7 separate regions of the Mus musculus genome follow, and all the other regions are linked to region 5. Evidence: chromatin contacts called from public Hi-C, promoter capture Hi-C and targeted proximity ligation data. All regions are on one chromosome and are shown on one strand. The core of a region is the stretch at or near the end of the contact, and the rest is flanking DNA. Distances in the headings are between cores, read along the strand shown.

Region 1 (3,120 bases), core at 298-2,797, 1.7 Mb before region 5:
GGTCACATGTATATGTGACCTCCATACACATATACCCATACTCACACGTATACACACACTAGACACATACCCAGACTTGAAACAAACAAACTACATTGGCATTAAGAAGTCCTACATAAAAAGCTGTGAAAACCCTGTGCACCAACAGACTACAATATGAATGACAAATTGCTTCAAAGCATCTCCCAAGGTAATTCCTAACTACAGCTGCAATTTACCAATCAGTTGTAGTTATCCTTTTAAAATGTGTGTCATTGCTGTCCAAATCTGCTGTGCTGACTTATGATAAAAGAGTTGTCTTTAACAATTTCCAGTTATTACAGGCTTCAGACATTTTTGAAAAACCTACCAAATCATAACATTATTCTGATACTAATACTTTATAAAGAAGAGTGAGCTATTTTAGTAAGTTCCTAGTCATTTAGGAGGGCGGCTTCTAGAAACTAATTGCAAGTAGAAATTTTTTTAAATGTATAATATTCCCCAAACTTTTACTATTTTGTCACGTACAGATGCGTTGACAAGTCATAATCTTTAAATACTTGAAAGCAAACTTGCCCAAAGTATTTAAATACTATGTCAAATAAAAATGTCAAAACCAGAAGTTAATCATAAAGCAACCAGACTCCCAACCACTAAGTACAAACAGGGGGAAGGGAGAGAGGGGATGATGTCCCATGACATCATTTGGCAGTATGGAGTTTGAAGGCTGAGAGCGCCTTCCAAATTAACCCTTGCAAAATCCAGCTGGGAAATTACCACGCTTATTAAGCTTGGATAGCCGAGTTTTAAAAGAAGAAAAAGCCTCGCTCCTTCAAATCACACGTCAGTACCGTATGAAAAAAATAAAAGCATCCAGGGAGGCAACTGCCTCCCACTACCCGGATAGCAACGGAAAGGTCAGAATTAGGAGGAAACTCCTCTCTGAGACTGTTCAACCCGAGGGGAGAAAGGACCGCAAAAGCGAAGGGAAGCGCTGCCTTGGCGCCCACAGGCAGGTTCTCCCACTCAGGGAAAACCTCCCTGACGCCCAACTGGCACCCATGCTCATCCAACAGAGGATGCCGACCCTCAGCAGAAAGTCGGGAGCCAGACCCCCCGAAAACAAGCAAACACCCAGCATCAGGCAGCGGACCCCACTCCCCGAGCGTGGAAGGCGCGGTTCCCAAGTGATGGCCGTTGCCCTCGAGGCGCAACTTCCCTGTTGTCCCCTCTCCAGGCCGCCTTCAACCCACCGCCCAGGGCGCCCCCCGGCCCCCGCCGCACCTACCGCGGCTGCGCCGGCCGTCACGATGGGCGGCAGCTTCTCGCGCTCCGGTTCTTTCCCCTTCCTCTCCTCCGGGGCGGCCGCGGCTACCGCCGGCGGCGCTCCGGGCGAGAGATCCCGAGCCGCCTCACTCATGTCTGGCCGGGCGGCTGAGGCGCGAGGCGGTGGCGGCGGCGGCAGCGGCGGCCGGACTGCAGCCGGGGCGGGCGCTGCTGCTGCTGCCGCGGCCGCGAGAGGGCTCCTTCCAACCGCCGCCGCCGCGCCGCCCCCGCCCCCGCGCGCGCCCGCGGCCCGTCGCGCGCCCGCGCGTGTGCGCGCGCCCCCGGGCTGGCCGCCAGGCTCCGCCGCCCACCCCCTGCGTGCGCCCGGCTCGCGCCCTCGGCCGCGCTCCGCTCCCGCGGGTCCGCCGGCCGGGGCTCAGACCGCGGCCCCGCGTCACGCGCGGGGACCGCTGAGGAGACGGCGCGGGGCGGGAGCTGGGGGGCGCCTGGTCGCCATGTTGGTCGCGGGCTGTGGTGGGAGGGCGACAGGCCTTGTAAAGGCTGTGACACGGATTCTAACCCTGGCTTTCCCTTCACCTGGAGTGGCAGGTGAGCCGGGGACCTTTGACCCAGCTGGTGGCCTTTGACCTTTAAACTCGCGCTCAGGAAGCGGACTCGGGGTCATGTCTGCCCCCTGATCTTTCCTCCAGTGCCTCCAGCGCCGGGGAGACTGGGAGACCGCTCACCTGAGCATCCTTATGACTAACTCTTTCCCCGTGTCCTCTCCTGGCCTCATCCTACGGGAGAAGCGCTTAGGGTCGGGAGAGGACAATGCGACACCGTGCTCCCCTCCCACACACACTCCAGGGCAGGACGGCCAGGCCACACTTTCCATTTCTGAGCCGCGGTCCCTCATGACTGCCAAGTCCGCCTCTCCCTTCCGTGCCCACGCGCCTACATTTTGCTCTCCCCGCCCCCCGCCGTCCTTCGTTCCCTCTAATCCCTTGTCCCCTTCCGTTTATAAGTTACAGATGGACAGATCCAAACTGCTGAGTAATCCATAATAAACCTCGTAATAAATTCTGGGTAAGAACGTTTAAAAAATTACTTTAAATCGTCATGTTAAAATATCCCCACCTCCACCACCCGACGACGACTTAGACAATTTCCTTTCTCCTCGCCCCCTCCTTTTCCTTTTATCAGTCTGCTGGAATGGCAGAGACACCTGCTGATGGAGGAGAAGGGAGAGAGGAAGTATTCACTGTACCACTTACTAAAAATAGAGAATTTCTCGACATTGAGGTCTTGGGATTTTTAGTTGAGACTTCGTTATTTTATTCATGGTGAAGTGAATTTTCTAATCCAAGAATACTCAGCTCCAAATACAAGAAGCAAGAATATCTCTGAAACAAATTCAGAGGGGATTTGGTGACTGTCATTTTATATAATTCAGAGTCCGCAGAACTAAATAAATAGTTACAGTTCTTCCTGGCATGAGGTTGTTTTTCAAGCCCAGAATTTGTAGCAAGCAATAAAGTGAATCGGATAGTGCCTACTGTATTACTTTGGAAATTATAAAGTTTGCTTCTATTTCTAGGAAGTATTTGTAGTTTTAATATAATTGCTGTCACCATCGTTTCTCTATTAATAACAAAAGGTGTACAATAAGTAGAATAAAGTAGCCAGGTATTTCATAATCTTTAGAGCCAAATGACACAGGCACTACTTTGCAACACCCTTTTCTGTCTCCTTTTTCTTGAATTTTTGTTTTTAGACCTCTCTTCTTAAATCTCCGGACTATCTCATAGACATCTGTTTTCTTTTAGCAGGCCAGCATGCTGAAAACTGGTAACAAACATTGTAAAACCAACC
Region 2 (3,246 bases), core at 136-2,635, 1.2 Mb before region 5:
AACAATGTGATTGATGGCAACAACTGAGTATCCCACTGAAAAGAAAAATAGATCATTTAAAAAATATACTTTCTTGTTCACAATGATCATATTGATAAGAGATTCAAGAGTCTGGCATGACAATAGGGATGTAGCTAAGTGTCAGGATGCTTGCTAGGCATACACAGAGTCCTGGATTCAATTCCGAGACCTGGAAAATAAGGGGGTGGGGTAGGAGGCAGATCCTGAGCCCTACTGTTTATTGTGACTTAAGGTGAAGTTTCAGGTTCTTCACCTGTCCCATGATGTTAACAGCAGACAGGACTTTCAAGTGTCATGAAAATGAAGTGAAACAGCACCAGTATTTTAGAAGAGTGCACATATTTAGCTGCCACATTTAGAAGCCAGGCACATATTTAGGCTGTGGTTCATATTAACACAATGCTAAAGACTCAAGTTTTATGTCTTTCTGTCACCTTTGTTATCATTTCTTTCTTCTGCGATCCCCCTCACATTTGCTCCCTTTCCTACGGAGCAATGGAGTGATGACTCCCTCACATCTCTTTTGAGGTACTCTACAATAACAGACGAGGGACACTACAGGCTTGTCTTACCATCACAACAGACAAGTGCCCTGTCCCCAATACATTTAAATCACGACTCTTGTCTTTAAGTTGCCTAAAATACTGACAGGATAATAGTGTATTAATATTAAAAGAATAATGCATGGTAATGATAAAATAGCGGCCCTTCGTCTTCCCAGTCAGCCCAATAACGCCCTACTTTCCTTCCTCTCGAAGGGATTTGAGAATCTATTATTTGGCAGGCCCTATGCCAGGTGAGAGCTCACATGATCAACGTTCATCCTTAAGGCACTTGAGATGCTCGAGAGAAATAAGGTAACGCCCTTCCCATTCTCTAAGCTCCCACAGCAGTTCCTGCCCGAGACCCAGCTTTCTGTATTTGACAGATGCCGTGTGACTCAAAAGGGGCTGATACCAAAAGCACTGGCTGAGGGGACCAGTCCCTGTTCCTATCATTCATCAGCTCGCAGGCTCCATGCCAATGCCTCGACCCCTTAGGCCTCCGTTCTCTCCCTCTGCACGAATGACTGGGCAAACACAAACAACAACAGCTTTGTCAAGAGCCCGAGTTTCTCACCCAGGGGATCCGGGTGATACTGCAGCTATTCTCTGCCTTTAGGGACGTCAGGCAGATCACACGAGAGACCGGAATGGGGCCTGAAAAAACTACCAAACAAAGCTGGATGGTGTGGGGGACAGAGCCAAGCCAGTAGACTCACGGTGAGCAGCAGTCTCCACGAGTCCGCGCAGAGCCTTCAGGTCTGAGCCCGCTCTTAAATCCAAATCTGCGAACGCCGCCATGCTGACATCCCAGGAGCACCCGCGCGCCAGTCTGCGCAGCCGCCGTGTTGTCCCTCAGGCATGCTGGGAGTTTTAGGTTGTTCCTTGAGCTTTCTGGGATTTGTAGTTTTTCTTTCTCAGTCGTCTTGGGTCGTCTTGCAGAGACTTTCCTATTCCCTAGAATCCAGCCAAAGTTAGTGTGTTGGGACCTATAGCCTTACTTATTCATAATTTGAATGGGAATGTTTTGGTACTCTCTGATGGGGCTCAAATCTCCCATGCTCCTACCATACAGCAATGCAAAGTGACTCATTTTAAAGGCACCCATAGAGCATACCGATGTCAAGCAGACATTTCTAAGGTCTTGAAGCCTGTTTAAAGCTCTGGGGAGCCGGGCGTGGTGATACACGCCTTTAATCCCAGACCCGGGAAGGCAGAGAGAACTCTGAGTTTGAGGCCAACCTTCTTTATACCGAGAGTACCAGGCCAGTCTGAAATACAGAGTCTCAAAAGTAGTTAAACTAACAAATAAATGAAGATACATGGGAAGTTATTTTTCTTTCCTATTTCCACAGTACATTCCATTCTTTGAAAGTGGCCTTTTTGAAGTATTTGGTCTGTGGCTAAGATTATCTAAACTCTTTGGGCTAAGACAATCCGTTACAGACTACAACCACAAGATGGCAGAGTGCTCTCAAAGCTGATGGTTTAGCGCCAACACATCCTTTAGCCAGAGGACTGACTGGGAGGGGCAAAAATGAAAACATGTCTTACAATGTTTTTCATGAGAAACATACACATATCATTTGATGTTTCTACTTTTAAATGACCCTTTTAAAAATGAACTCTTTAATATTGACAGATCAATTATTCAACAACATAGAACACGATTTTTAATCTACTTGATGTAGAGGGCCAGTCCTTTACCCCTCTCCATTCAGTCTTTAGTTGCCTAGCATGCGAACCCTTCTGCGCATTACTAATAAGCAGCTCCAGCCTCGTGCAACTCAATAGGACTTCTGAACTGCTGGTCTCTCAAATAAGAAAAGTCCACTTCTCATGAGCTTGTCCGTTGGGATTATACCAAAGTGATGGAAATGTTTAGAAGCATTTTCAATTTCTGTACTAATCACAAAGAATATGGAGTCTTCTCCATCTGACCACACTACTGTAATGATCACTAATTTCCTACAAATTTCTGAAAGATGATGATGATGGCGGTGGTGGTGGTGGAGAGGAGGAGGAAGAGAAGGAGGAGAAAGAGGTGGAGGAGGCAGTAGCAGAGGTGGTATTATTAGTAGCCCAGGGTGGACTTAAATCCACAATCATCTTGCCTCAGTATCCTTGGTTTTGGGATTACAGCTGAGCACTGCCACACCTATGTTTGGTTAATTTTCATAAATGATTGTTTCCAATACTTGATATTTTCCAAGAACAAAACAACAACAAAATAATGTCTGCAACCAGACCAAGGCCGTACAAAACAAACCCCTTGCTTTCATCAGAATGTCTAGTTCTAACTTTTATAGTAGTAGAGAGATGTCTTCATACAGGATCACAAAATCTAGATTGGTCAGTCGAGTAGCCATTGTGTAGTGGACCTAAATAAGAATTTTAGTTATTTGATATTAAGGTTAGACTACAGAGGGCATAATTCTTTAAGAGTCATGGTGATGTTACTGTGGTCTTCACCTTTTAGATTCCCTTTGTTCTGAGTGTTAGCATTTCTTCTAGGCTCCTCCTAACAGTTACCTAGCAACAGCCAGGTACAAGCCTGGCTTGCTATAAAAGGGCTCACTAAGGCACCCCCTCCCACTGCACCATGATGCTGCATTTCAGAACAAATCACTGAGCTTAGGTGAAGAGGAAAGGAAGGATTAGAAATGAAATGAAATGAAGAGAT
Region 3 (3,543 bases), core at 673-3,172, 2.0 Mb before region 5:
ACTACTATTTTCAGACATGAACTCACTAATACATTAAATTCTTGAAAGGTGGCAACTAAGATCGACCTTGGCTATTTTTATCAAGCGTACATAATCTAAGTAACATTACCCCTTTGGATTATCTAGCACTTGGTTGTGACCATTTGCCAAATAGGTTGGCTAAATGGTCAAGCAAGACAATTCAAACTAGCTGAAGCAAGGCAACACTGCTAACAGAGATTTGGCTTCATGCTCTCACTTCTCAGTGCCCACAGGCAAATTTCTCTTCTGCCCAATTGTGGTTTTCCCAAACTTTTCCCTTGCTCCCAAACCGGCAATCAATTAAGGAGGCATGATTTCTGACAGTACATACATTTTAAAATAGGGACAGGTCAAAGCAAACAGACCTACAATTGGAAGAACTGTAAAATCAATGCCTGTAAACAAACAAACAATAAATCTTTTTTTATACTCTTTTGTCTACCATTTTTGCCCCTAAGGAACACAAGAAACTAAAATTTTTTTTTAAATATAAAGAACTGCTAAACAATTCTGATGCACACTGTATCAAATGTTACCAGGCTAAGAGGATCTTATTTGATTATGAGGTTAAAAAGTTACAAACTGTCCTTAACATGAATAATCATTAAGTTGGTTCCCATCCCTGGCCTTTTCAAATAAATACCTCAACAAGCAAACTTCAACACGCTGGTACCACAAAGAGAACCCAGTAGTTAAAAGTAACTCCAAACTATCTACAATAAATCTCAGGATGACTCAAAATCCTAGATCCAAGCTCAAGTGCGTGTCCTATCTTGTCTCTCAGCTCACTTTCCATCCCGACTTGTGCGGGAGTAAGGCAGAGGCCACCCACACACAACCTAAGTAGATCTCAGGTCTCCCAAACATGCCCATTTCCGGTTTTAGTCTCTCCAGAAACCTAATCCAATTAACTCTAATGAGCCAATAGCTAATAAAATAACTCCTAAATTAAAATTTCAGTTTATGACGGCCGCTAGAACTTAAGGGGTTACTAAGAGTGTCGATGAAACTTGCAAACATGGGTCCATTTTTTGGAGATAATTACTCTTTCAAATCACAAGGTCTACTAAGCCTTTCTTGTGTGCAGAGGCCCTCCGGGGTAATAAGACCGGAAGTCGGGGCAGGTATTGTTGATACAGTAAAACAAAACAAAGCTTCCCCCCTCCCAGCACACAAACAAACAAACAAACAAACAAAAAACCCCATAACCTCAAAAACAACTTCCCGAGAGCACGCTCACCCCACCCTCATCACGAGCCCCGAGAGAGGAGGGCGGGCGGCCAGGGTGAGAGTCCTGGGGAAAGGTCGGAGACAGGGCAGCGCCGCGCGGCTTGCGGCCTGCAAGCCCGAGCCTGCAGGTGGGGCGTGCGGGAGGCGCCGCGGGGCCCGCGTTTACCTGCGGCGAAGTGGAGCGGGGTGGACTTCCTGCCCGCCGTGTCGCGGCTGTTCACCTTCTCGGGCGTCACCAGCCTCTTGACTCGCTCCACGTCCCCGTTGCGGCAAGCCTCGAACAGCTCGCGGGCGGACGGCTCCACGGCCTCGGCCCCGGCGCTCGCGCAGGCCGCGCCCCCGCCGGCGCAGCGGCGGCCAGACATGATCCGGGCCGCCGCCGCCGCCGCCAGCAGCAGCGCCAGCAAAGGCAGCAGGAGCCCGGGCCCCGCGAGCAGGAGGGCGAGGCCCCCCGCAGGAGACGCGCTCAGGGCCCGGGCCGCTCCGCTCCCCGCTGTCACCAGAGTCGGCACGGTCCCATGGCCGCGTCGCCGCGCGCCCCCGGCTCGGCTCCGTGAGCCCCGGCTGCCCCACCGCGGTGGAGGCAGCGCGAACCCGCTCGCCGAGCCCCGAAGCGACGCGACGGCGGAAGCGGCCGAGACCACTCCTGCCAGCTCGGTCGGGTCCTGGGAGCGCGCGTGACGTCGGCTCGCGCGTGCGCAGTGGCTGCTCTCCGGCCGGGCCAGTTTGGGCAAGCGGGGCCGCGCGGAGGGGTTTGTGGGAAATGTGCAGGGAGAGCCTTTGGCTGCGGAAAGAGAAGGGGCTTCGGCCCACCGCCATCTTTACAGAGCCTCTGCTAAAAACGAGAGGTCTTGCTGCCTTTTCTTTTATTAAAGCCTACACTTCTCGAGACGAGTTTCATTGCTCAGACACCGAAGACGAATCTTGGGAAGTTTTGTTCTGATTATGCATTTTCTTGTGCAAGTTTTAGCGTGAAAATCTCTGCAGTGTTGCTTCCGTACCTTCCCCCTGGGAGATTTCTCACCCCTTCCCCCTCCTGCCTTCTTTACAGTGTCTCTTCCCTTAACTCTCCGCATCTGCTTTTGTTTTTCTTATAAGCGTTTTCTCAGAAATGAATCCGTTACGCTTACTGAGAAGTTTGGATGAGCGGCCCCCAGATAAATCAAGAAAGCGAAGAAAGTTCATCTCAATTCTAAAGCAACAATTGGGGGGTGGGGTGGCTGTGATTAGCTCCGCTTCCCATAGTAAATTATTAGCTCAGCGCTGACGAGGATCTATACATAAATCAGCATTGCACCGGATGTGGTCGAGGTGCTGATACAAAGCATACACATCAAAGTTTTCCGAAGTTTCTCTCTCTCTCTCTCTGATCAAAGAATACAAGTGCACAATTCATTTTCGTGTTTATTGTGTTTTATTAAAAAAAAAAAAACAACAACAACAAGGATGTGTTTTGTAGAGCCAGGTCTGGTAAGGTGGGAAGGATTCCTGGGCAGGCCCATGCTGAAACATCCCTTTCTTACCCCTGAGGTACCAGCCATACGGGTGTAGTGTAGAATCGAGTTTATTTAGGGCATGGGAAGGGGAGTAGAGAAGAGAGTAGAGGCAGAGAAGGACAGAGGAAGAGAGAAAAAGAAGAGAGGCCGGCCAGGAACACGTGGAGAGAGACGGGGGAGGGGGGATGGGAGAGAGGGAGAAAGGGGTTAGGAGAAGAGTCTGAGAGAGAAGGGGGACAAACAGCCAGGCCTACCTGGCTGTTGCCAGGTAACTGTTGGGCGGAGCCTGGAAAGAATGTTAGCTGTGTTTAAGGTAGTAGTGACATCTTGTTTCAGGAACCCGAAAGAAAGGAATACAGAGATTTTGCTTGCAAGAAAGTGCTGACTTTTGGCACGCTGACAAGCATTTCCCCTGTGAATTACTTAACCTGTTTTTCAGGAAATCCAGTTTTTGTTAGGGAGCGTTGACTCACTTCTGTGGGAGAAAAGCAGGGACACTTCTTGAGCATTTTAGTAAATGTACCTTCTTATATGTTTATTCCATTATGTTCTTAGACTACTTAGTGTAAATTTAAATTGATCCCTATTACTAAATAACTATTCATGAATATACCTAAGGATTAGAACCTTACTACTATGATTGTCTCATTTTTCTTCATTTCATCGACTTGCCAAATATATTCCCAATTTTTATAATTTTTTATTTAGTGATTTCTGCTTATGTATTTCCTCCCAATATGTGTATCTAAACAACATCATACAGCATCACTTACTCACTGATCTATCTCCTCAACCC
Region 4 (3,092 bases), core at 172-2,671, 1.3 Mb before region 5:
CAGAGGCCCAGAGGCCCAGAGGCCCAGAGGCCCAGAGGCCCAGAGGCCCAGAGGCCCAGAGCAGTAGGGCCAATTGACCATGGATTGAGACCTCCAACCTGGAGACAAAATAAACCCTTGGTTCCCATTAGGTTGATTTCCTTCAGCTATTCATGGTAGTGCCAGAAAGTAGACAGTTCTGTAACAGAAAACCATGCTGAGAGGATTGGGGTAAGGAAAAAAAATGAAGTTTCAGGGCACCTCTCAGGATTAACAGAATGTGAAATTCCCTCCTATCTCTAGTCATGGAGTGAAAAATCAGCTATTGAGATTTCCCATCAGAAGGGTTGGGGTGCCAGCTTTCCACTGCCAGAAGCAGGTTTATGGAGGCAACACAGGAATCTGCCCACAAGCTTGAGCACCCCTCGCCTGTCCCCACCCCACTCCACCCCACCACAGTGTTCTGAGAATAGTATTTGGTCAAAGAGAGTAAACCCTCCCCTCTGGGGTGAGGTCAGACACTGGATTTGGCGTGTAGAGAGCAAACACAAGAACAGGTTTTAGAAGTGGCAGATAGATTGTACCTATCACTGGTGTTCTGGTGTTTCCCAATAAAGTTACCAATCAAATCACAGGTCTCCTCACTGAGGCCGGGTTTCCTGACACAGCCATGGCAAGCACATGACAAAAACAGAATCCAAAGATGACTTCACATTCCAGGGAAGATAATGCACACGTTGAGTCAGGAAGTAAGCCTTGAGAATTCGCTGCATGATTTTATAGTATGCTCGTTAATAGCCTACCTTTACCAGCGCGTTCTAAGCCCTGGGACCTGTGGATGTTTTGTTATATGGTAAAGTAGAACGTGGATGTTGTGATGACCATTCTTAATTGGAATCCAGAAATGGAGGGCTCACCTGTGAGGGATTTTTTTTTTTAAATGTGAGCTGTTTCTAGCGAAGGGGCTGCAGTTACCATGAAGAAGGGCAACTTCTGGGAAGAACTCAGTATATCACAGCATTTACCACATAGGTTATGGTGAGTCCTCCAGGACACGTTGTCTGACTAAGTTCTTGGAACAGAGATGTAAGGGGAATTTTCTTATTGACCTTGCTTTCAGGCCACCCCAGAGCTTGCAAGTCTCAAGCCCCTGTGTTCCTTTTAGAGTCCTGCTGACAGCTGTTCAGGGACACCTTGGGCAAAGCTGCTGACATAACCGGTTTGGTTAAGTGGTTTGGTCTTGGACTGTGGTTTGAAAACAAACCTCCCGATGGACAATTTGGAAAGGCCCCTGAGAGAGCCCCTGAGTAGTTTCCATAGCCCTGTTGCTACACGCGTTTGAATTGTTTTGGCCTGGTTTTCTGGGATCCTCACCGTACTCTGGTTGATGAACTAAGCTGTGTAGACAGCACAGGCAACACAGAGCCAAGCCCTGTCATGGGCTTCACACCACACCAAGCCCCAGCCAACTCTGGCTCCACACTTTGTTGATGAGGCTCAGGGACATGCAGTGTTGAAGCTGATTTCCAGAGAGTCCATTCCTTGTCAAAACAGCCCAAAGCAAGGTGAAGACCTTTGATTCCAGCCTCTGTTGCTCTAAGCCTTCTGTGGTCATGTGATTAAATTCAACTGAACGGAATGTGTTGGTGTGTTAGTAACTTGGAGTCCCCCAGGGACTCAGAGGCACCACACTCTGAGCTGAGTCTGGTATCTGAGGGTCTGGGGTTTTGTCTTATGCCTGTCAACTATTACAAGTATAACTTTGAGCAAGGCACTGAAACTGCCTCCCCTGTACCATGAGTTGCTGTAAATTATTACAGATTTGTCCCATCTTTAGGCTTCAGGAATCTGTGGTCTCTCTGTAGGCCCGAGGGTGCAGAACACAATATGCATTTGTGTAGACACAGGCACATTCTAGCATCTGCCTGGTTGGAAGAAAGCCCCTGCCATTGGATCCCTTTCAAATGACTGAGCGTGTGACAAACTAGTACTTGTTTACACTGATTGCTTTACCCTCTAAATCTGCATTTACAGTTCCTTGTATTACAAACCAGTCTGCCATCAGTAACTGAAGTTTCCTAGGGGGTGTTCATGGATATGTGTTTCATTTTGTTGTTGTTGTTGTTGTTGTTGTTGTGTTTGTTTTTAGATCCATGGAATTATTTCTGAGGTGTAGCAGAACGGTAGACTAGAAAGTTTTGCTAACTTCTTTGTCAGGGTATTTGTGTTGCAATTTGTGCCAACGACTTACCCTGTGACACTGGCAAGCCATTTAATCCCTACATGCTCCTGATAGGGAAGGCCAGTCAAGGTCAGCCCTGCCTACCTTGTGTGGTCACCTTGAGATTCAAGCACAATGGGACTTGTGAAGGTTATCAAAATGAAAGCTGTTGTTATTAATAATCATAATACTTTGGCACCTACGACACAACATGCAAAAAATGTGTTCCCATCAATCGCATTTGTTTGGGGGAAAAAATCTTTCCTGTTCGCAACAGAAGTTTTCTGTCAGGATATAAACATAGTGAGTAAAAGATTTATCATGCCAGTTTCTGATGTTCTCAAGAGGATGTCTCCCAGCAGTAAATGCTACTAAAATGGTTTGCAAAATCACCAGCTCTTAGCGACTACGCCTGGTCCAGAAGGACCCAACCCTGGAGGACTAATACTTTTAATGGGCACCACAGGTATAGAGAGCAGTTCTTGTAACCTACAGTATCTCGTGCCTGCTTCTGCATCAGGATACACAGCCCTATTAAGTGCCCCTAGACCACAGTTTTTAGCCATGTGGCTCTTCCAGTTACAAGGATGGCTACAAATGTGAATACAGTTCCAATCCAAAAAAAAAAAAAAAATCATGTCTTTCCATTTTCCTAATTCTACTCTGCAATATTAGTCCTTCTGGGTGAAGGTTTCTTACTGAACCAAGCCCTCAGCTGAGCTCTGTATCAATTTTCTTCTCATTTGGTCTTTCAGAAAAATCTACCCATGAAAGACAAAAATGTTTTCTCCGGAAGTGCGTCATATTTGTCTCCGATTTTACTTATTCTTACTGGTTCTTTTTTGTTTTTAAAGACAGGGTCATCTATACCCAAAGCTAGCTTTGAACTCTT
Region 5 (3,528 bases), core at 738-3,237:
CCGTGAATAAACCTGTGGGATGTCACCTGGCTTGTGCTTGAAAGGGAAGTAGGTGAGAGACTTTCTGTACCAGGACTTCTGCCCTGACTGGGTCTGAGCCACTTGGCTCAGGCCTCCCTCACCACGCCTGTGAAATCAAGCTGGAGGAGGTGTCCTTGAAGTCACTACAGTGCCAATCTACTCGGCTCAGATCTGTGAGAATTTGCTTATTGAGACGTGGCAATGGAAGCTTTTTTTAGTAAATTTACCACATGAAGTGAGAAGCCCTAAGATCACAGTCCCTTGTTTAGTTTCAAGTGAGCATCCAGAGCTTCCTCAGAATACAATGCTGGTGAGCCTTAACAGAGTATGCAAGGCACACTTAACTGCTTATCGGAGCAGTGGGGAGACACAGGGACCAAGTGGAATGTGACTGCACATTTATATTATTCCACTTCATCTTTGATGTCCCATTACTATGATCATGAAGATATAAGGGAACACATGCATTTTACTTTAACAGTACTAGGGACTGAACCTAGAGCCTTATGCTAGCCAAATGCTAGACATCTCCAGCATCTCTCCAGCATTTTTTTTTTTTTTTTTTTGAGACAGGGTTTCATTACGTAACGAAAACTGACTTGAACTAAGTAGTTAAGGCAGGACTTCAATTTGAGGTCTTCCTCCTCAGGAGGTTTAGCCTCCCGAGTAGTTGGGATGCAGGGCTGTGTTACTAGGTAGGCTATGTGTATTTTGTAGCCAGAAGAAGGAGGTATAAAGGGTTATAGGAATAGGGAGAGATTATAAGCCTGAAGGAGCAAGTTGTACAGAACTGGACAAAAATCAGATGGGCTGAGGCTGGATTACCTAAGGCAATTTCTCAAATCATATAAGCCCAAGGAAGCAGGGAAACAGGGATTAAGTTCTAGTTTTGGTCTTAGTCTCAGTTATGTCTCTGTGCCTTGGTTTCCTGATTTGAAATGACAGGTGGATGAAACAGAGTGGCCTCATTGATTCTGAACCTGTTGATTTTGGGAAGGGCTCTGCCAGAAGAAATCCTCAAACCAAATGTAAACCCCGGGCACAGCTAATGCCAGTTTTGGACCCATGGAGGATTTAGTTCAAGGGGTGGGTAGGCTAATCACAGGTCACTTTTGCTAGGATTAAGGTAGAGGGAAGTTCAAGTTGTTGAAGCTGGCCTTTGGAGACTTCGGTTCTCACCTCTTTAATACAGATGTTTTCAGAGGGTCAAAGAGCTTAGTTTGAGCTTGGTGATGTGCAAATTCAGTGAGGGGCCTGGCCTCTGCCCGCTGTATTCATAGTCATTGGAAACAATAGCCTGCCGTTATGTTCTCTCTATTCCTTCGTAGGGACAGAATCCCATGATAAGAAGTGTCTGACTGTTATATCCCCAGCCTGACTTTAATGTCTACATTAGACTCTTGTGGGCATTTATTATGTGCAAAGGTTATATTAGGTACTTTTGTGACACACAAGAGTCCCCTTTGGACAGACACAAAAGCTAAGGCCTCAAGAAGTCCCCAATACCCAAATGTGTCCCGCTTGCTGGGCACTGCCTATAACAGGTGTGTTAAGTACTGACTTTGTCTTTTGCTCAGTGTCAGTGGGAATCGGAACTGGGAACTGGGGGCTAACTCTGAGGGCTATCATGGTGCTGGTTCCCCTTCTCATAACCAAGGCAACTTTTTATTTCATAAATAACAGAACAGGGCATTGTCCCCTGCCGGTCTTTTCTGGGTGAGGAATGCGCTTTTTATAGCTTGGGATCGGTTCTGTTTACTTGGTTTCTTCTAGCACCGGTTATTCCTGCCTAGTTTTGTCCTTCACTGTCCTTTCTCTCTCTTCCTAGGTTTCCTCTCTGCAAACGACAACTCGAGAACACATGCTGTTTGTGTGAGTGTGCCAACCAAGGAATTTCACTCCCCTCCTTCTCCAAGGCTGCCTACCTCTCTATAAATAATTGTTCTCTTCCCTCCCTTCAGACCTGGGAGTAGTTTGGTCACATTAACGCACGCGCGCCTGCTCACACACTTTCGTGGGGCGGGGATGTAGCATGGGTGACCTTGTGAAGGTACTAGCCCACTGGGGATAGGATTAGCAAACCTGAAACCTCTGCAAATATCTGGCTTCCTCCGGCATTCCTCCCGAGGCTTCTGGCTGTCTCGTGCCTACCTCACCCAGTACCCTTTAGGCTCGCTCCGCCACACAAAGCCCCATCCGCCTATCTCCTCTTCGCAAACCCCGAGAACTTCATTCCGCACGTTGAAACTCGTCGGTGGCGGTGGCGGGTAGGACTGGGCATGCTCAGTGGCGGGGACAGGTCTGGGAGGCGAGGAAGCCGCATTTGAAGTGGCTCGGCCTTGGGATGAGGGGGAGGCGGGCTCCCCGGCCGGGGTCCACCGAGGTTCCCGCAGCTGCGCGCGATGCCGACACGCTGCGGGCGAGAGCAGCAAGCCCGGTGCGCGGGGCCCAGCTCGCCGAAGACGTGGGGACGCCGACGGGAGGAGGGGAGGAGCGCCGGGGCCACCAGCTCCCGACCGCGGCGCCGAGGCTGCGGGAGAGCAAGCCCCAGGGTGGATCGGAAGATCGGGGAACGGCCGACCGTGACCTCCAGCGAGGCTGCCAGAGCCGGAGCCCGCGCACCGCTCCGCCGGTCCCGGGCATGGGCGACCGCGGCGCGCAACACGAGCGCGCGGCCCTGCAGTCCCCGGGGGCCCCCGAGGGCGCCGCGGCCGCCGTGAACGGGCTGCTGCACAACGGCTTCCACCCGTCGGCCGCCAGCAGCCGCGACCCGCCGGCCCCACGCTTCCAGCTCCCGTCCGAGCTGCAGCCGCAGCCGCTGTTCGCCCAGCATGATTCTCCGGCCAAGAAATGCCGGCTGCGGAGGAGGATGGACTCCGGGAGGAAGAACAGGCCGCGTAAGTCCTGCCGGCAGGGAAGCGCCGGTGCCCGCGGTCGAGGGGGGCGACAGAGTGCCGCTCTGGACTGCGTCCTCCCTAGAGGCGTCGGGCGTCCAAGGTGGCGGCCCGCGGTGGCGCCTGTCTAGTCCGATCCGCCTACTGGGTCGGTCAGACACTAGCTGGAGCTGCTCCCTCGGTCACCGTAGCGGCTGGGAGAACGCACTGCCCGCTGTTATTGGTGGCCGTGGGGCAAACAACCCGACTGATCTTGGGTCTGGGACTAGGAGGAGGGCGGGCTGGCACAGCCCGGGGCTCACTGCTCCCTTCTCCGAGCACATCTTTTGGGGCGTGCATCTCAGGCTACCAGTTTGCCCTTTGAATCGCAGAGTAACCGCCAGTATCTAGGGCCCATTGGCAAGCTTAAGGAGGCGTGGAGTTTGACAATCCCCCAAATCACAGCCTATTAAACAGTGTTTCCACACAGCCAGTGAGACGGCTGGTGTAGAGGGAAACACCCACTGACACCATGTGGGCCGGAACGGTGTGGACCAATGAGGATTGCAGGTGGATTCCCCCCCTCCCCTTGGAGTGGGTCGAGTTGAGTGTTTGTAATTGTACAACTCCAAAA
Region 6 (3,136 bases), core at 502-3,001, 1.5 Mb before region 5:
TTATTCTATTTATTTATTACAGTTAGTACTTCTCAAATAGAAAAAATAAAAAGTCGGCGCTTCCTCTCTGTAAACAGAAAAAGCATGTAAGGTTTTTAGCCTGTCCCATGAGATGTAAACCACATTCCTAATTGGTTTCCATTGCAAACTGACTCTAACCTTTCCTTCAACACTTCAGGTACACTGACAGGACCACTCTTCCCACCATATAAACTCTGCAGGCTCCTATCTTCTGTCCAACATGCCTTTCCTCTTCATCACTGCACCATCCTTGTCCCTGTGTCCCTCTCTGACACTATCCTCACTGTAATCCCTATTTGCTAATGCTTACTTCTCCCCAGTTACTTTTTTTCACTGATTTAACATTCATTCATTCATTCATTCTTATTTTTCTGGGCTGGGTTTCTTATAGCCCAGGTTGGCATACAACTCCTGGTTTAGAGGGGATGACCTTCAATTTCTGATCCTCCTGCCTCCTCCTCCTTTAGCATGCCGGTAATACAGGTGTGACCCACCACTCCCAGTTTGCACTGTGACAGGGATCAAACTCAGGCACAGTGCATGTTAGGCAAGCACTCTACCAAAATTCATTCTTTTTTTCCTCTATTAGTGAGAAAGTTCTAACAGATACCAGCCACAGTTAGTCTCAAGTAGCTATTTATTTCATTGCTTTATTTGTAAGATAAAAATAAGAGCTCCAGCGACCTAGAAAGGCGATGATTAAATGAAATAGTGAACAGTGAAAACTGAAGAAATGTCATTAATTCTTCTTAGAATTTTACTAATCACTAGCTTGTTAGGTTATTTAAAAAGTTTTGCAAATTCCCTACAAGAAAGATGACCTTAGAAAACAATGAAGATGCTGATTTCAGTAGGTTCATCCTACACGAATCTCACTCATTAGGCAGAAACTTTTCCACTACCTTGGCTGTTAACACATAGGCGAGTATAAAATAACTGGAAAAGTCTAGAAGGCATCATTCCAGCAGCACACCCTCACTGTGAACGTTCAGGGTATAAGCTCGGAGCGTCTACTCCTTGGGAAAATAGTGTCAAGGATATGACAGAAAGTGTAATTTAATTAATTGCAATGTCGGGGTTCTGGCCTTCGTGACCTTCAGCAAAGCATTAATATCCTCGCCTGGGTCCCCGCTCCTCTCTCGACTTTCCCTTGCTCCCAGGACTTACGTGAGCGCTCGCTCGAGGCAAACCGGTGGGAAACGCAGTCCCAATCCCAAGCCCAGAGCCCTGTCACCCCGACACGGAAAGGAAGCGAGCGCTTGCGGTGTCGCGCGGCCGGCCGGCGGCAACTTTTCCGCGTCAGCCGGCGCGGGTCCCGGAGGTTCGAGCCCTTCACCGCCGGGCAGGTGCTCGGCTCAGGAGCCGGGGCTACTCGCGCGGGGACCACGGGACAGGACGAGTCTCCGCGGGCCGGCCGCGCCGCCCCCGAGCGCTGCCCCGAAACCCCGCGCGCCCGCCCCGCCCCCGAGCGGCTCCGGCTCCAGCGCCCGGCGCGGCAGGTGTCTGGGGCGCCGCGGCCGCCGGCGCAAACTTGGCGCGCGGCCGGGCCGCCCCCGCGCGGTACCTACCCAGCGGCCGCCGCCGCTCTTCAGCCCGCCGGCGCGCCCGCCTCCGAGCCCGGGAAAGCGAAAGAGAAACAGCGCCCGCCGCGGCCTGTCTGGTCCCCCGCGCCCTGTCCGCCCTCCCCCAGCAGGCGGGAGCGCGCGGGCTCCGCGGGGCCACTCGGCTCTGGCGCGATAGGGCGCGGCGGGCCTCGGGGCCAGGCCGGTGCCGCCTCCAAGGGCAGCTCCACCCACCTCCAACCGCCAGAGCCGCCCGCCTGCCCGCAGGCCACGCCTCTCTCGCCGACCACGCCCCGTCCCCACGCCCTTTCCTCGTGGGCCACGCCCCTTCCCGCCGGCCACGCCCCCAGCCCACGCCCGCCGGCTCGTGCTCCTCCTAGGCGCCTGGGACACCCTGAGTGCCCTGCCCCCCACCCTTGTTGCTCCTGTGTGACACGTAGCTGTGGCCGAATTTTATCTCCGTTCTTATCCTCGCCATCCCTCTCAGGGTTGTTTTCAGTCTTAACAATGACCAGTACGCTTTGCCTGGCCGGTTCAAAAGCAATGGTCAGCGTTGAGCACTGAGTCACCTCACTGAATTTTCTCCTTGGGGCGGTGAGATGGCTCAGCCGGTAAAGGCACTTGAAGCCATGCCTGAGGAGACTTGCTCAGTCCTCAGCATTCAACGGAAGGAGAGAATGGACAGAACGACCCCTGCAAGCTGTTCTCTGACCTCTATAGGTCAGAGGACAAACTCACAAACATTCATATAAATAAATATAACTTAAGACATCGAAGAACAGTTTCATAGGAGGCATTGTTCTCCACACTGGACCCACGAGGCCGTACTGGACATGAAGACACTGGCTTGCAATGAACCTTATTTAGAAATCACCATTGAACTTGTAGCAGTATGATAGGTCTAGCAATCAGAATCACTGACAAATACAGGTAAAGTGGTAAAAATTTATTGCTGTTTGCAAGGTTCAAAACAAACAAAAACCCCAGTGCTCTTTCTAGTGGACTTTGAGACTTCGGAGACACCATTCATTAACAGAAAAGGAGGATTCCTTGAAAGGTGACCTATACTCCTCTCCTACTGCTTTCCCCAAACTCATAAATTCCTACTGAGCATAACTTAGACCCAGTACTTCACTTCTTAGAAGACTATAATCTAGGATCCCTAGGATCCTAGGCAAAGCAAGGTAGCCATCACTTACTAACCAAATATCAAAGGAGAATTCTCCAAAGCGCAAGCTGCAAAGTAACCTTCAATCTTGCACACCAGAAAGAGAATCAGGGCTGCAGTTCCAGCATCTCTTTTGTACGAGCCAGAGCAAAGGTGGCTGAAGAATTCGGAGAGAATGCAGAGCATTCGCTTTATCTCCTCCAGACAGGCAGAACCTCTGGCTAGTGACAGATTGCGGAGGTGACTTCAAGAACAAAACAACAATCCAGGCGTGCACAGGTGTCCAGAGATATACCTCAAATTTAAAATGCACGGGGCAGAACAGGATGCCTTTAAAACTAGCCATTTTTATAACTAAACAGGTAAATTAGATGCAGGTAAAACA
Region 7 (3,153 bases), core at 611-3,110, 1.9 Mb before region 5:
AACCAATGACAGGGTATCCAGTGCCCACCTCTGACCTCTGAGGGCACTACATGTATGTGGTATGCATACATACAGAGGGGTAAAAAACACTCATATGTCTAATATAAAAATAAATCTTTAAAAAGTCCAATTATCAAGTTTCTTCCTCTGTGATGTTCAGTAGACGTTTCTTTAAAAAAATATTTATTTTAGTTTTACTTTGTGTTGGTTATGTGCACATGTGTGCAGGTCCTGCAAAAGCCAGAGGAGGGCGGTAGAGCCCCTGAAGCTGGAGTTCCAGGCTGTGTATGAGCGCCTGAGCTGGGTGGTACGACCTGCTCTCTGGTCTGTGGAAAGAAGAGCAAGGGACTCCTACCCTCTGAGCCGTTCTCCAGCCCCATAGCATGGTTCTTATTCTTTACTCCATTGTAACAATTCTTGAGTCTGACAGTTACATGACAGAGGAATTTTTTGCACATTCTAATTGGCTTCTAGATAGCCAAGCAGAGCTAGGTCATGGACTTTGTAAAAATAATCAGTATTCATACGCATAGAACAACAAGTAGGGGGAAAAAGGGCCATGAATTTGAAAGAGACCAAGGAACGTAGGAATGTTCGGAGGGAGGAAAGGAAAGGGGGAAGAACAAAAAACAAAAGAAGAAAACAATTTTATATTTGATTAACAGATATGCCTCCCCCCGCCCCTGCGCGTGCGCGCGCCTTGCTCTCTCTCCCCCCAACAGGGTTTCTCTGTGTAACTACTGAAACTCATCCTGTAGATCAGGCTGGCTTCGAACTCACAGAGATCCTCCAGACTCTTGCCTTCAGAGTGCTGGGATTAAAGGCATGCACCACCACACCCGGTCGAACTTTTTAGTTTTTAAAAGTCCAATTATCAAGTTTTTTCCTCTGTGATGTTCAGTAGACGTTTCTTTAAAAAATATTTATTTTAGTTTTGCTTTGTGTTGGTTATGTGCACAGAAGAAAAGAAAGAAATCTCAGCGAAAGCCGCTGGGTGGGTAGGGCATGAAATCAACTGTGATTTTGACCTCTGCCTAAGGATGTCATAACTCAGTCTAGGGATTTGGGCTGTCTGCTGCAATTGGTGACAATGAGCAAGGACAGTAACTTCATGTTGGCCTATAGTTCTCTCTCCCAAGCAGAGAACTGAATAGGTCAGCACATAGTCTCCATTTGCTTATTCAGAGGCAGAGTCTCGCTAGGCTGTACAGACTGGCCCTCTCTGCCTCTGTCTTCAGAGGGAAACACACACACACACACACACACACACACACACACACACGGCCACTTCGTTTCATGGGCTCACGTGTTTTCTTAACATTTGAGTGGCTGTGTGACTTTATTTGTGGAGGAAGAAGAGCCAGCCAACTTCTCTTTGCTTGGGCCAAGGTGCTTGGACACAAAGCAAGGAGCATCACAAGCATTTCAAATAACACAGACACCGGGCGGAGCCACAACTTTCTGAGCTCAGATTCAACTCTGCACAGACCTACGCGTTTCCATAGAAGACCCCGCCAGGCTCGCACAAGCTGCAGAAGGCCAGCTGCGAGCCGTGAGCTACGTGCTGCACGCCAGGCTCCGGGAACACGGCTGGATCCCGCTGGCCCAGGGCTCAGGGACTCTACGGCCGCCTTCCAGCACGCTCTGGTCACATCCAGCCCCGCGGTGATCACGTTCCAGGGGCAGGGGCTCGTGCCCCAGCTGCACAGTGGTTGGTCAGGGCGCACGGCCTTTGATTGGTCGGAGGGACCGGTTCACGTGATCTGGCTTTGATAAGCTGCCTCCCGGTTGCCTGCGGTCAGTCGGCCGGCTGGACCGCGGCGCTGCATCCTCTTAAGTACTGAGTGCGAAGTTGCTCAGGGTGCGGTTGTCGCGGTCGCCGCTGCCTCTCGGTCCAATGAGCTGCACCAGGTAGGTTCAGTGCAACTCTGCGCCCGAATGGAGGGGAGCCTGCAGCTGCGGGGACTTTGGGGGCTTTTGTGGTTTTGTCTTCTCTGCAGATGGGAGACTCCCAGGTTGATGGCTGAGTTGAATCGTCCCGGAGGCTTTGAAGGGATGGAATTTGAGTTGTATTTCTTAGCGCCTGTTTTGGGAATCTACATCTCACAGTAGAAACTGCCTTAGTGAGTCAGTTTTAGCTGGGATTCCTTTGCTGAAGTGACTCTGTTGCCTTTGAGCTCAAAGACCCAAACACTTGGGTGCAGCTTAGTTTTATTGATGAGGTAGTTTAGCCTGTGGCAAAAGGTAGAGGATTTTGCATTTCTTCTTTCCCCACTTCCCCTCTCCTGGTTTGTCATAGAAAATGCAGTCTTAGAGTTTGAGCAAGCTATTATTTTTAACTCTTGGCCAGGACTTAGAATTCCAGGGAAATAGCCCACTACTAAAACTTTCTATAAATGCAGGAGTAAAAAAGGAAAAAAACCAAAAAAACTAAAACAAAAAGAAAAACAAGAACAGCTCAACCAATAAAAAACGAACAACAGCTCCATCAACCAGGCAACCAAGACCATCTCACGAAATGTTGCATCTCCAGTTGTAACTTAGTCCAAGAATTCTCCCTCCCCAAATCCTGCCTCTTAATGGTTGTGAGACAAATAGACTTTGAGGTTTTGTTGCTGGAAGTTTGTAATCCTCTCAGAAAAACCCTAGAGCTATTAAAGTGAGTTCAGTATACATTCTTTACAGGCCACTTTGTGATGATGACCATATACAGGGTGCTGTGCTTAGCACTGGTATGAAGAGAATTCTTCAAGCCAGACTATATTTATGATCAAAATATGTTATATACATATATAAACTGTTAAAGAATAAATAATTAATAAAGCCCCAGACTCCAAAATGGCACCTACTGTATTTCATGTTTCTTTGATTTATAAGGCTGACATTGGAGAGGAAAAACCTAATTCTGTAAGTGTGGAATTATAGTGTGGTTCAAGGGAAAGAAAGGCCAGAAAAGTCTTGATGGATGGTTCTTTGTTTGATGCAAACTATTGTTATTGCCTTCCTACTTGTAAATAGGACCTGCTCAACAACAGGAAACATCATAGAAGCCCAAACCAGTAGATGCTATAATTCCATCAGTCAAAGATAATGAACATCTTAGTGTTTTCCTTTGTAGTTTTCAGTATTTATAAATTCATATATCTTCAGTGT

The links. Promoter capture Hi-C pulls out the DNA fragments that hold promoters and counts their contacts. Hi-C and Micro-C count contacts between places; a contact is called where the count stands out from the background.
Region 1: a contact with region 5 is called in a promoter capture Hi-C map of liver, with 4 times the contacts expected there. A contact is called at or near these places in 8 of 39 promoter capture datasets (the 3T3-L1 cell line, cranial neural crest, hematopoietic stem and progenitor cells and 3 more), 1 of 130 datasets of targeted methods (astrocytes) and 1 of 9 other capture datasets (adipose tissue).
Region 2: a targeted proximity ligation map of astrocytes shows a contact between it and region 5, with 6 times the contacts expected there. A contact is called at or near these places in 14 of 39 promoter capture datasets (the 3T3-L1 cell line, 3T3-L1-derived adipocytes, the C10 cell line and 9 more), 1 of 484 Hi-C or Micro-C datasets (cortical neurons), 8 of 130 datasets of targeted methods (astrocytes, craniofacial prominence, embryonic forebrain and 5 more) and 1 of 9 other capture datasets (adipose tissue).
Region 3: a contact with region 5 is called in a targeted proximity ligation map of astrocytes, with 4 times the contacts expected there. A contact is called at or near these places in 2 of 39 promoter capture datasets (cranial neural crest and frontonasal cranial neural crest), 1 of 484 Hi-C or Micro-C datasets (B cells) and 1 of 130 datasets of targeted methods (astrocytes).
Region 4: a contact with region 5 is called in a Hi-C map of cardiomyocytes, with 4 times the contacts expected there. A contact is called at or near these places in 3 of 39 promoter capture datasets (the 3T3-L1 cell line, cranial neural crest and hippocampal neurons), 1 of 484 Hi-C or Micro-C datasets (cardiomyocytes) and 2 of 130 datasets of targeted methods (astrocytes and embryonic forebrain).
Region 6: a targeted proximity ligation map of astrocytes shows a contact between it and region 5, with 5 times the contacts expected there. A contact is called at or near these places in 3 of 39 promoter capture datasets (the HPC-7 cell line, cranial neural crest and hippocampal neurons) and 4 of 130 datasets of targeted methods (astrocytes, embryonic stem cells, forebrain and 1 more).
Region 7: a contact with region 5 is called in a targeted proximity ligation map of embryonic stem cells, with 5 times the contacts expected there. A contact is called at or near these places in 2 of 39 promoter capture datasets (hippocampal neurons and liver) and 2 of 130 datasets of targeted methods (astrocytes and embryonic stem cells).

What each region holds. Positions count from the first base shown.
Region 1 is chr19:36,553,066-36,556,185 of GRCm38.p6, reverse strand. It overlaps Hectd2 (HECT domain E3 ubiquitin protein ligase 2), which reads right to left and starts at 1,547. Exons shown (of 21, transcript NM_172637.3): 1 at 1,271-1,547. The coding sequence starts at 1,402. Gm41838 (a long non-coding RNA gene) reads left to right here and starts at 2,147. Exons shown (of 2, transcript XR_877830.3): 1 at 2,147-2,334; 2 at 2,452-3,120.
Region 2 is chr19:36,081,855-36,085,100 of GRCm38.p6, reverse strand. Rpp30 (ribonuclease P/MRP 30 subunit) reads right to left here and starts at 1,385. Exons shown (of 11, transcript NM_019428.3): 1 at 1,283-1,385; 2 at 1-35. The coding sequence starts at 1,364.
Region 3 is chr19:36,832,611-36,836,153 of GRCm38.p6, reverse strand. It overlaps Tnks2 (tankyrase, TRF1-interacting ankyrin-related ADP-ribose polymerase 2), which reads right to left and starts at 1,922. Exons shown (of 27, transcript NM_001163635.1): 1 at 1,418-1,922. The coding sequence starts at 1,616.
Region 4 is chr19:36,165,765-36,168,856 of GRCm38.p6, reverse strand. No RefSeq gene overlaps it. Among named protein-coding and RNA genes, the nearest start is that of Gm32081, 17 kb to the left of the region's middle.
Region 5 is chr19:34,877,914-34,881,441 of GRCm38.p6, reverse strand. It overlaps Pank1 (pantothenate kinase 1), which reads left to right and starts at 1,987. Exons shown (of 7, transcript NM_001114339.2): 1 at 1,987-2,918. The coding sequence starts at 2,366.
Region 6 is chr19:36,408,363-36,411,498 of GRCm38.p6, reverse strand. Pcgf5 (polycomb group ring finger 5) reads right to left here and starts at 1,751. Exons shown (of 10, transcript NM_001368691.1): 1 at 1,590-1,751.
Region 7 is chr19:36,735,311-36,738,463 of GRCm38.p6, reverse strand. Ppp1r3c (protein phosphatase 1, regulatory subunit 3C) reads left to right here and starts at 1,860. Exons shown (of 2, transcript NM_016854.2): 1 at 1,860-1,911. The coding sequence starts at 1,898.